Regions from separate parts of the Mus musculus genome. Here region 1 is linked to region 2. A link is a contact called in public promoter capture Hi-C data. All regions are on one chromosome and are shown on one strand. The core of a region is the stretch at or near the end of the contact, and the rest is flanking DNA. Distances in the headings are between cores, read along the strand shown.

The links. Promoter capture Hi-C pulls out the DNA fragments that hold promoters and counts their contacts.
Region 1: a promoter capture Hi-C map of 3T3-L1-derived adipocytes shows a contact between it and region 2, with 3 times the contacts expected there. The contact joins the enhancer-like site here to the promoter of Zfp647 in region 2. A contact is called at or near these places in 8 of 39 promoter capture datasets (the 3T3-L1 cell line, 3T3-L1-derived adipocytes, the C10 cell line and 4 more), 1 of 15 datasets of contacts at CTCF or cohesin (large pre-B cells), 8 of 115 datasets of contacts at active chromatin or transcription factors (the 230-238 cell line, bone marrow-derived macrophages, embryonic midbrain and 4 more) and 3 of 9 other capture datasets (adipose tissue, liver and pancreatic islet).

Annotation. Positions count from the first base shown.
Region 1 is chr15:76,778,188-76,783,307 of GRCm38.p6, reverse strand. All of the region lies in intron 1 of Arhgap39 (Rho GTPase activating protein 39), which reads left to right. Among named protein-coding and RNA genes, the nearest start is that of Arhgap39, 37 kb to the left of the region's middle. Within about 2 kb of position 2,382, at least 75 of the 459 cell types and tissues checked have an H3K27ac peak or open chromatin away from gene starts, as enhancers often do. A contact at or near this core is called in 3T3-L1-derived adipocytes, adipose tissue, bone marrow-derived macrophages and 1 more, where this site is marked.
Region 2 is chr15:76,922,556-76,927,436 of GRCm38.p6, reverse strand. It overlaps Zfp647 (zinc finger protein 647), which reads left to right and starts at 1,989. Exons shown (of 5, transcript NM_172817.3): 1 at 1,989-2,061.

The sequences.
Region 1 (5,120 bases), core at 1,133-3,632, 140 kb after region 2:
TGAGGCCAGCCTAGACTACATGAGACATTGTCGAAAGAAAGGAGAGAGAGAGAAGGAGGGAGGAAGGGAGGGAAGGAGGAAGGAACTAAAAAGAAAGATAGATAAAGGCAGTAGCAGTTTGAAGGCAGAAAGGTATAAGACAAAGCCATTTCCTTTATTGGCAGCTTTGCATATTCTGTAGGCCCTAAACATGGAGTACAAAACCTGTGGGCACAGGAGCATCCATCTCTGGGACCCTTTGAGTAAGGGCCTATCCCTTCTAACAGGAAACAAGATGCTGGGCCTTCTATCACTGCCCACTGTGATCTGTGTGGGTCCTTCTGAGGCCTAAATCTCCTGCTGTCTCCTTAGCATAGTCCTTTCTGGCAAGGTCAGCTATCCTCTGATGGGGAAGGGAAACTGGCAGTAGTTGGTCCTTCAACTGTGTCAACAGTAGAAAATGGACTTTCTCAGGTTCATTAAGTAGTCAAACCCTGGCATCGCTGGAACATGCCTCCTTGTATTACAGCAGTGAATATTTTGATGGGAACCCATCATCAGAACAGTTGGGCACTTCTGACATAATGGCAGTAGTTTTTTCTTCCCTCACGGTAGTTATGAAAAGGACTGACATGCCAAAGGCCATGTCAGTGGCCTGAGGCAGATGCTTGGATACCACAGCTTCACACGGAGATGCAGCAAGGAAAAGGATGAGCCCAGAACACCGCACCCAGGCAGGAAAGTGAGGTAGCCCCAAGAAAACAAATGGGAATGGGATGCACATGGGTCTCATTGGACCACTACTGCAAGTGAAGGCATGCCACTCTGTTGACAGCAGCACTTACACATCAACACAGAAGGCATAAGCAGAGTATAGACTACACAGAAAAGAACAGACAGTCCTGCAGGCCCAGCCCGAGGGAAAGAACTCCATATCAGAAAAGCAAGGTGCCCACTGGGTTACAGAAGAAGAGCCCACCCACTCCTGACTGTTCTGTGTTACCGTGTGGGTGTGGGTACGTAGGTCACCGTACACATGCAAAAGTCAGGGGACCGTTTATGGGGGTATGCTTTCTCTCAACCCTGCCAGTTAAAGAGAATGAACTCTGAACTTAAGGCGTGTGGCAGCAGGTGCCTCTACCCACTGAGCTGCCTCCCTGGGTCCTGTTTTTGTTATTGGAAGCCAGATCTTGCCAGCAAGTTCAAGCTGATCTAGAATTAAAGATCTTCCTGCTTTCGCCCTTGAATACTGGGATTGTTCATACCCACCGGCATGCTTGGCTCTTTTCTGCTTCTTGTAGTTTGAAGATGATTTTTCTTCCTTTCTGTTTGGGCTAAATGGGGTCTCTGGCAAAAACCCAATCAGAAGTGCAGTGAGGGTTCAGCTACTATCCTTATGGTCCGCGCTGTCCTCACTGTTGTCAGGGCAACAGTGGCCAGTCATTTCTCTAGTCAGAAATCCATATGCACAGCAACAAAGTGGCTGTGGCCACCCATCATTGCTTAGGTGTGGTGAGAGTTCCGCTTTTCCCATTTTAAGAGCTGATCCTAGAATACAGGAAGGTGTGGCAGGGAGAAGAGAAGAGGTCCTGAAGCTACTTAGGGTAGTTTATACCTGTACTCCCAGCATAGAAGACTGGGGCAGGAGGATTCCTGTAAGATCAAGGTCAGCCTGGGCGAGATGGTGAGTTCTTGTTAGCCTGGTTTGTAGAGTAAGACCCTTACTCAACAACATAACAACAGTAAGAAAAAGCTAGCCATAGGAAGCAGCTACAGAAGACTTGGAGAGGACGCTTGCTGGTTACTGCGCTGCTCTGTGCTCTGTGGGTTGCAGGCACAGGGCTTGGAGAATGAGGCATTGTGTGCCCAGCACACAGTGTGCTTTCACAATGTGAACTGTGAACTGGTTCTTTGTGCGGGACTTGGAAAGCTCCTTACAGATGGCCTTGGGAGTGGACCTCAGGCCTTCTGGACATGCTGGCTAACCAAAGACATATTCATTCTGATGCTTCCTTGAAACTCACTGAAATGAGCAAAAAGAATGAAAGACCAAGAACAAGATCTTTTCTACAAAGAATCTGAGAGAAACCATAGACCAGAGAGGATGTCAGCCAGATGGGAGAGAGGAGCTGTGGGCAGTTTAGTCTCAAAAAGCCAGGCTCTTGTGGAGCAAGAGTGACTTTTAGAGATGCTGTTTGTCGTAGAGCATTCCCTTAGAAGAATGGGGTCTCTGGTTCGTTTGGATTGCTGTTAAAGATACACTAGAGCATCTGGGGAGGAAGTGGAACTGAGGAGCCTCATTTTTCTGTAAGATCCAGACTCTCACAGGGTGAGATGGGCGGGGGCAGGAAATGCTGCTGCTGTGTTTGAGCAGTGTTGTTGTCCTCCCTCCCTCAAAAGTGGACCAAAGGACAGTCACCAGCAGACACACTGGGCTGTACACGCCCAGCAGATGACTGGCTGGCCTAGGAGGAGGCGTTCTGTGGCTCAGCTCCTTGCCTTAGTTGCTCAGAAATCTTCTAGAGGCCAAGCTAGAGAGATAGCTCAGTGGTTCTGGGTTTTGTTCTCCTAGAGGACCCAGGCTTGATTTGCACCTGTCCCAGGGGTTGAGCATCCTCCCCTGGCCTCCCAGGGCACCAGGCATATACATATGGAGCACAGACATGCTTATCGGGAAAGCATCCACACACACCACTAAGAGAAAGAAGCAAGCACTCTGGAGGCTTTCGTCCCTGAACTACCTGGTTGTCGTTGAGTTGTTGCTGTTTAGAGACTCAAACTGGCCATGACACATAGCATGGCCTAAACTGTGACAAAACAGAGTCTCGGGCGAGCACCTGAGTTCACTGCTGGCCTGCGCTAGGTTCTGTCACGAATGATGCCAGAACCTCACTTCTAGATGAAGCCTGTAAGAAGGTTTGGTACAGAATGGTTCTGGAACAACATCCAGTTTGGGTCAGTCTTGCTCCATAGAAGTTGGAGTATACGCCAACAGTGATAGAGTATTTGTTCACCATATATAAAGGTCTGGGTTCCATCTCCAGGACTGCAAATAATAGTGATGAATAAAAGAAGTAATTCATAGCCAAAGGGGTACTCATGTAGACAGTAAGGGAAGGAAAAGGATAAAGGACACGGCTAAAGAGAAACTTAGAGTTAGTGTGAAAGGAATTTCATATGGAACTGTCTCTGTTCACCAAAAAAAATCTACCAAAAAAAAAAAATATATATATATATATATATATATACCAAAAACGTGCGAGCTGGCAGAGCTGAAGAAACTGGTAGTAAACTTTATAGCAGGAAATTCCCTCCACTTAGTAGCATCAAGAAATAGGACAAATATTAGTCTCATGGAGAGCAAGTAAATGGGAAAGCATGCTATATGAGAAAAGTAGAGTTTGGGGAGACCTGGGGAGAAGGGGGCCAGGACAGCAGAGACACTGGTTGATAGCCAGTGGTTCCGGTCCAGATGTGGAAAAGACCTATTCTCCAGCAGTGTAAGGGAAAATGAAAGCAGACAGCTAGCTGATGAAGGAAGGTATCTTATTGCTGTTCTGCTGCTGTGAAGAGGCACCATGACTAAGGCAGCTTTTAAAAAGCATTTAATGTGGGGGCTTGCTTACAGTTTCAGAGGGTTAGTCAGCCATGACAGAAAGCAGAGAGGCAGGCCACCAGGGCAGTAGCTGAGGGCCTTACATCCTGATCCAAGGGCATCAGGCAGGGAGAGACCTTAAAGCCCACCCCCAGTGACACACCTCCCTCAACAAGGCCACGCCTTGCCTTTCCCAGTTTATCTGCTGGGTACTACACTTGTAAATCTATGAGCCTGTGAAGGGCATTCTCATTCACACCACCGCAGAAGGAGTAAGTTTGTATGCTGAGAAGAGCAGGACCTACGCTAGGCGTGGCAGAGCCCTCTGAATGTGTCAGCACGCTCTATGAGGTGACTGGTCACTACACAGGCTGGTCAGAGCTACACAGTAAAACCCAGACTTAAGAAAGATGGTTTCTGCATGGTTTTCCCATAGATTATATATAAGTCGCTCTTTTGTTGTCATGAGCCACAGTTTTGAAGAGCAGATAGAGAAGTGTCGCCCACATTCACATGGGACCACGTTGCTCTGTACAGGATTGTAAAGCATCTGGGTATAACAAGCTTAGGACAGGCACAGTGTCCATGTGGGAAACCTCGCTGAGGGCCTCAGTGCCTGAAGACAGTGATCCCTCAGTTCCTTTTTTACTAATTTGCCAACATTAATTTATTTGTGAGAGTAAAAGTCAGAGATAAATCGTGGGCATCACACTTTTAGTCCCAGCACTTGCAGGGCAGTGGTAGACAGATCTAGTGAGTTCCAGGACAGCCAGGACTACTGAGAGACCCTGTCTTAAAAAAACAAGTAAAAAATAAAAAGAAGAAAGAAAAGAAAAGAAAGAGAGTCAGAGATAACTGTGGGACTGGGTTCTCTCCCTTCCCCCTGTGGGTTCCTGGCATTGAGCGTAGCTCCTCAGACTTAGACAGGCGCTCGGTTTTACTTACTGAGCCTTCTTACACACGGCCCCAGACTGTGAGACTAAGACTGAGAAACGAAAAGCTGTGGTTACAGAAGAGACTATGATGATATGAAATTAATAAGTTGGCAATTGAAAGGAATGGAAAAATAAGTTCTCTACCCTCAGTTCTCAGAGACAGGCATTTGTAGATGAAATATCTGAGTGAATAAAACGAAGAGAGATGAAAAGACCAAGCTTTAATCACCTTGATTAAATTTGAGAAAAAACAGCTTAGTATGATCTTACTAACTGGATAATTCTGAGCGTGCCTGTTTGCAGTTAGATAAGTAGCAGCAGCCACGGTTATAACTGTGATTGAATGTGAGCCCTGTACCTGAATGATAATGGATTTTCCATGGGAATGTAGGTCACCTGCTATGTGTGCACACTGGGACTGAATAATCAGGCACAGCAATGGCACGTGGGGGAGGGGTGTCTTATAATAAGCATAAGAAACATGGGAGACAGCAAAGGGAAGATACTGTATCGATCCATGTGACAGTCGGTGTGAGTTGGAAAAGGGATCTGCCTTCCAAATGCTGGGATTAAAGGTGTGACCCACAGCCACGGAGCTGCCTTTATGTTTT
Region 2 (4,881 bases), core at 740-3,239:
TTTAGGGCGGGTCAGCCCACCTCAACTTAATCTAGGCAATTCCTTACAGACATGCCCAGAGATTGGTTCCCATGAAGGCGAGAAGATCAGCCATCAGACTACCTTAGTCAAGGTCTCTTTGTTCTTTCAAGCAATTTTGGACCCATGTAGAGAGAGACATGCCTGACTCTCCCCAGAGAGCTCAACTGTATCAATGATGTATATATCCATACCCTCCAAAATATTTTTAGCCCCCCCCCCTTCCCTCATGTCTCGTGGACATCCGTGGCCTCTCTATATTGTGACTGCTTTAAAACTAGCTGCCTCGGGGACTGGTGAGATGGCTCAGTGGTTACGAGATCTGACACTCTCTTCTGGTGTGTCTGAAGACAGCTACAGTGTACTTATATATAATAAATAATAAATCTTTAAAAAAAAAAAAAACAGCCAGGCACTTGGGAGGCAGAGGCAGGTGGATTTCTGAGTTCGAGGTCAGCCTGGTCTACAAAGTGAGTTCCAGGACAGCCAGTGATATACAGAGAAATCCTGTCTCGAAAAAACAAAAACAAAAAAACCTGGCCCCCTCTGGGGCACACACACTTTAAAAATCCAAGAACAAAAACCTGGAGGCTCCATCACCCTGATCCACAAGAGCTGTTCTTGCTCCCTATCTCCCAGACATTTCCTCCTCCAGCCCCATGCTTTGTGTGTAGCCTCAGCTGTCCTGGAATTTGTTCTATAGACCAGGCTGGCCCCAAACTCACAGAGATTGGCCCTCTGACTCTGCCTCTGCCTCCTCTGCCTCTGCCAGTATTTTGTAACAGAAGACACGTAACCACTACAATTAGAGAAATAAAAATTGAAGCCATAACGGAGGGTAGGATCGAGTGCTACTGAGATACTATATGCTTATACTAGAGTCCCTGACTTTAATTTCCAGCAGAGAATATGTGTGCATACAGGGCCACTAAGGGTCAGTCTGAGGAGCTGCGCACCACGGTATTTTGTTGTTTTATCTTTTGAAAGGGCTTCTCAACAGGTCAGAACCTGAAGCTTGCCAGTGACTCTAGACTGGCTGGCCAGAGAGCCCTACACAGCTCGGCCTTGTTCCGCCTCCCCTGTGCTGGGGTTCTAAGCAAGCACTATTACACCCAGCCTTTTCACATGGATACGAGTGATTAAACTCAGCCTCGTGCACGTTTGTCAAACACCCAGTCTGTTGTACATTCCTCTAGCCCTGGAATAACTCAATTTTTTTTAAAGATTTATTTCATGTATGTGAGTACACTGTAGTTGTCTTCAGACACACCAGCAGAGGGCATCAGATCCCATTACAGATGGTTGTGAGCCACCATGAGGTTGCTGGGAATTGAACTCAGGACCTCTAGAAGAGCAGTTAATGCTCTTAACCGCTGAGCCTCTCTCCAGCCCCGAATAACTAAATTTCTAAAAGCCTGCTTACACCAAGTGTGGGCAAATACAAACAACAATTGGAACTGTCATACACTGCTAGTCTAGGGAATGTGTTGATGAGGACACAAGACAGACTGGCCGTCCCTTAAGAAGTTGAACACACACTACACTGTAAACTAAACCCAAGCAGCCCGAGTCAGCCTGATGGGTCTCGAGACCAGTGGTCCAGGCTGCCTGGCCACCAGGGAAATCGCTAGAGGGCAAGCACAGATCTTGGCGGAAGTGACCGAAGGCCCTCGGGAGAAGAGGGGCGGCAGGGAGGGGGCGAGGCCGGGAGGCACTCGGATTTGTAGGGACTGCGGCCGCCGCTTCCGCTACAGCCTCAAAGAGCAGGCGCGGTCCGGGTCAGCACGCGGTCTCTCTAGGCACAGCGGAGGCCTACGCTCTCGGTGGCCCCGGGGCGCAGGGCATCAAGTCCTGCAAGAAGAGCTGGAGGCGGACGGCCATCCGATCCTCCCGCGTCCCGGTCCGGGACTTGGGGTGGGGGTTGGGGGTGGGGACCTAGGGGCGGGGTCCCCTGAGATTGACGACTGCGCAGACGGGGCGGGACGGCCCCTTTGTCTTAGGGAGCCGAAGCTGCCGCCACAGGGCGAGAGGTTGCGGCAGATGGTGAGTGGCGCTCTGTCGGCTGCGCGGGACCCTCTCCTTCATCCGCACCCAAAGCTCCGCGCCCTCGCGTATGCCAGCCCTTCCCCCCGATGGATGGCTGCGGCCGGGCTGCTGACCCAGGCTGCACCCTCCGGTCCCTCGAACCCTCCAGGCCCCTCCCCGGGACCCTTCGCGGTGGCTCCCGCTAGCCCGGTCCGGAGTTCAGACGGTTCTGATGTGCATACGGTTTCCTACTGGTTGGTTAATTTGGTTTGGCTTGGGCAGTGGATGAGGTTTTGTCTGGTGAAATAACCGCGTCCCAGACTGCCCTGGAAGTCCTGGGTTCGCACGATCCTCTCCCATAACCCGGACTACAGTCAGGGCCACCATACAGCATTTTAAGTCCCATGCATCCTCAGCAGCGAAGGACATTTCTTGTCAAACTGAAGGTGCTCCGCTCTGCTCCCCATTAGCCCAGCTTCTTCTTGGATTTGTTTTATTTTTCTGCTGTTGCTCTCTTGTTACTTTGCAAAGGCCCCTTTTAATGGATGACAACTTCTCTAACGTGGCATTTTCTTGTTTAATTTTTTTATATGTATTTATGTGCTTTGCCTGCGTGTGTATCTGTACTGTATATCATGTGCATGCCTGGTGCCAACGGAGGCCAGAAGAGGGCATCGGGTTCCCTGGAATTGGCTGTGAGCCGCCATGTGGGTGCTGGGAATCAAGTGTGGGTCCTAGACGGGGGAAAAAAACGTGTGCTCTTAACCGCTGAGCCATCCCTCCAGCCTCCACATGTATGGCTCAGTTAGACACCTGAATCTGGATGTGCTGATGAGTGCTGCCATCCCCATCTCTGCCGCTTAGTAGCTTACTTGGTGAGTTCCAGGCCAGTAAGAGACCGTATTTCCCCGCCCCCGCCCCCCCCCCCCCCAATGGTGAAAGGTTTCTAAGGAATAACACCTAAGGTTGTCTGCTGGCCTCTATGTGCTTGCTGATGTGTAGGTACGCACGCACACACAGGAAAATTGTATACAATAATAGCTCCCTTGTATGTGGGCGATGAAGTATGGGCACAGCTGTATTCTCTAAGGCCAGAGAAGGACATTGGATGTCATGCCCACTGGCCCATCTCCCCAGCCCACAGTAGTTCTTTTAAATGTTACTCTGCCTAGCATCCTGACATAGTGAATGCATAGTGACACTAGAAGCAGTTTCCTGTGGAGCTCTCTAGAATGATTGGAATCAGGCACTCCTACTAATGCGTGTGGACATTCCTGTCACTAACATAAAAGGAAGGTTCCCCTGAGCTCCACTATAGAGATACTTAAAGCTGGGTGGACATTAGTTCTGATATTTTGCACACTGGGGATTTCCTTGTAGGGGACACAGAGAAGTGGAATGGGACTAACAGGTTAGAGCTAATAAGCCACCTTACCACCATATAGGTGACCAGTCCCTGGGGCTTTCTTGCCATACAGATGTTTCAATTTCCACCTCTGCGTTTGTCTTTTAGCTGTTTGCATTCCTGGTCAGATTGACCACCAGCTTGTATTCTTTTTCTGTATGTTAAAAACACACTTCCCTATGGGTTTTTTTTTTTTTTTTTTTTTTGCTTTCTTGTTTGTTTGTCTGTTTTTTACTCCATTGAGAAAGTGTCTTCTTTGATTTTATTTACTTATTTTACAACTAGAAGGATCTTGGTATTGGTTTTGTTTTATGGGCAAAATATTTCCCATTACAGTATTTTGGCTTCTTGCTGTGTTTTAAGGGGCTTCCTTACTTCAAGATTATTTTTCTAAATAATCCGATTTTGTCTGGTACTTGTAGAGTACTGATTCTATATGGAATTTATGTAGATAAGGGATGAAATTAGAATCCAGCTTCTCTCCTCTCCCCCTCAATCGTCCCCACTAACAGTATCTGTTGGATACTTTATCTTTTTGCTTACTTGAAAACGCACCGGTGTCTTACACTAAATTCTTCCCTGTGCTCGGGCCTATTTGGGGAGGAATCTTGTGGTTCTCAGATGTGTCTATTTTATTTTGTGTGTACAGATGTTTTGCTTGTGTGCATGTCTATGTACCACATGTGTACAGTTCCTGAGGAGACCAGCAGAGGGCGTCAGATATCCTGGAACTGGAGTGACAGATGGCTGTGAGCCTCCATGTAGGTGCTGGGAATTGAACCCAGAGTCTCTAGAAGGACAGCCATTGTCTCTGCCCCTATTTTGGGAGTTTCAGGTGGTTTTGATGTGCATAAGGGTTTTTTGTTCAGTTGTGTGGTTGGTTGCTAGCTTTTTGAGACAGGGTTTCTCTGTGTAGCCTTGGCTAGCCTGGAAGACATCTATCTCTGTAGAGATAGATGTCTGGTGTCAAACTCACAGAGATTCACCTGTTTCTGCTTCCCAAGTGCTGGGGTTAAAGGCGTGTGCCACTACTGCCCAGCATACATTAGGTTTCTTATTGGTTGGTTAATTTGGTTGGTTAATTTGGTTGGACTTGAGGTGTGGATGTGGAGTTTTGTTTGGTGAACTCACCCAGTCTTTTTTTTTTTTTTTAAGATTTATTTATTTATTATATGTAAGTACACTGTAGCTGTCTTCAGACACTCCAGAAGAGGGCATCAGATTTCATTACAGATGGTTGTGAGCCACCATGTGGTTGCTGGGATTTGAACTTGGGACCTTCGGAAGAGCAGTCGGCGCTCTTAACCACTGAGCCATCTCGCCAGCCCTCACCCAGTCTTTAAAACAAAAATAGATTTGTTTAGTATACCACAAAGTGCACAGGAACACGGCAGATAGAGAACTGCCTGAGTATACTGTGGGCTGTGGGCTGC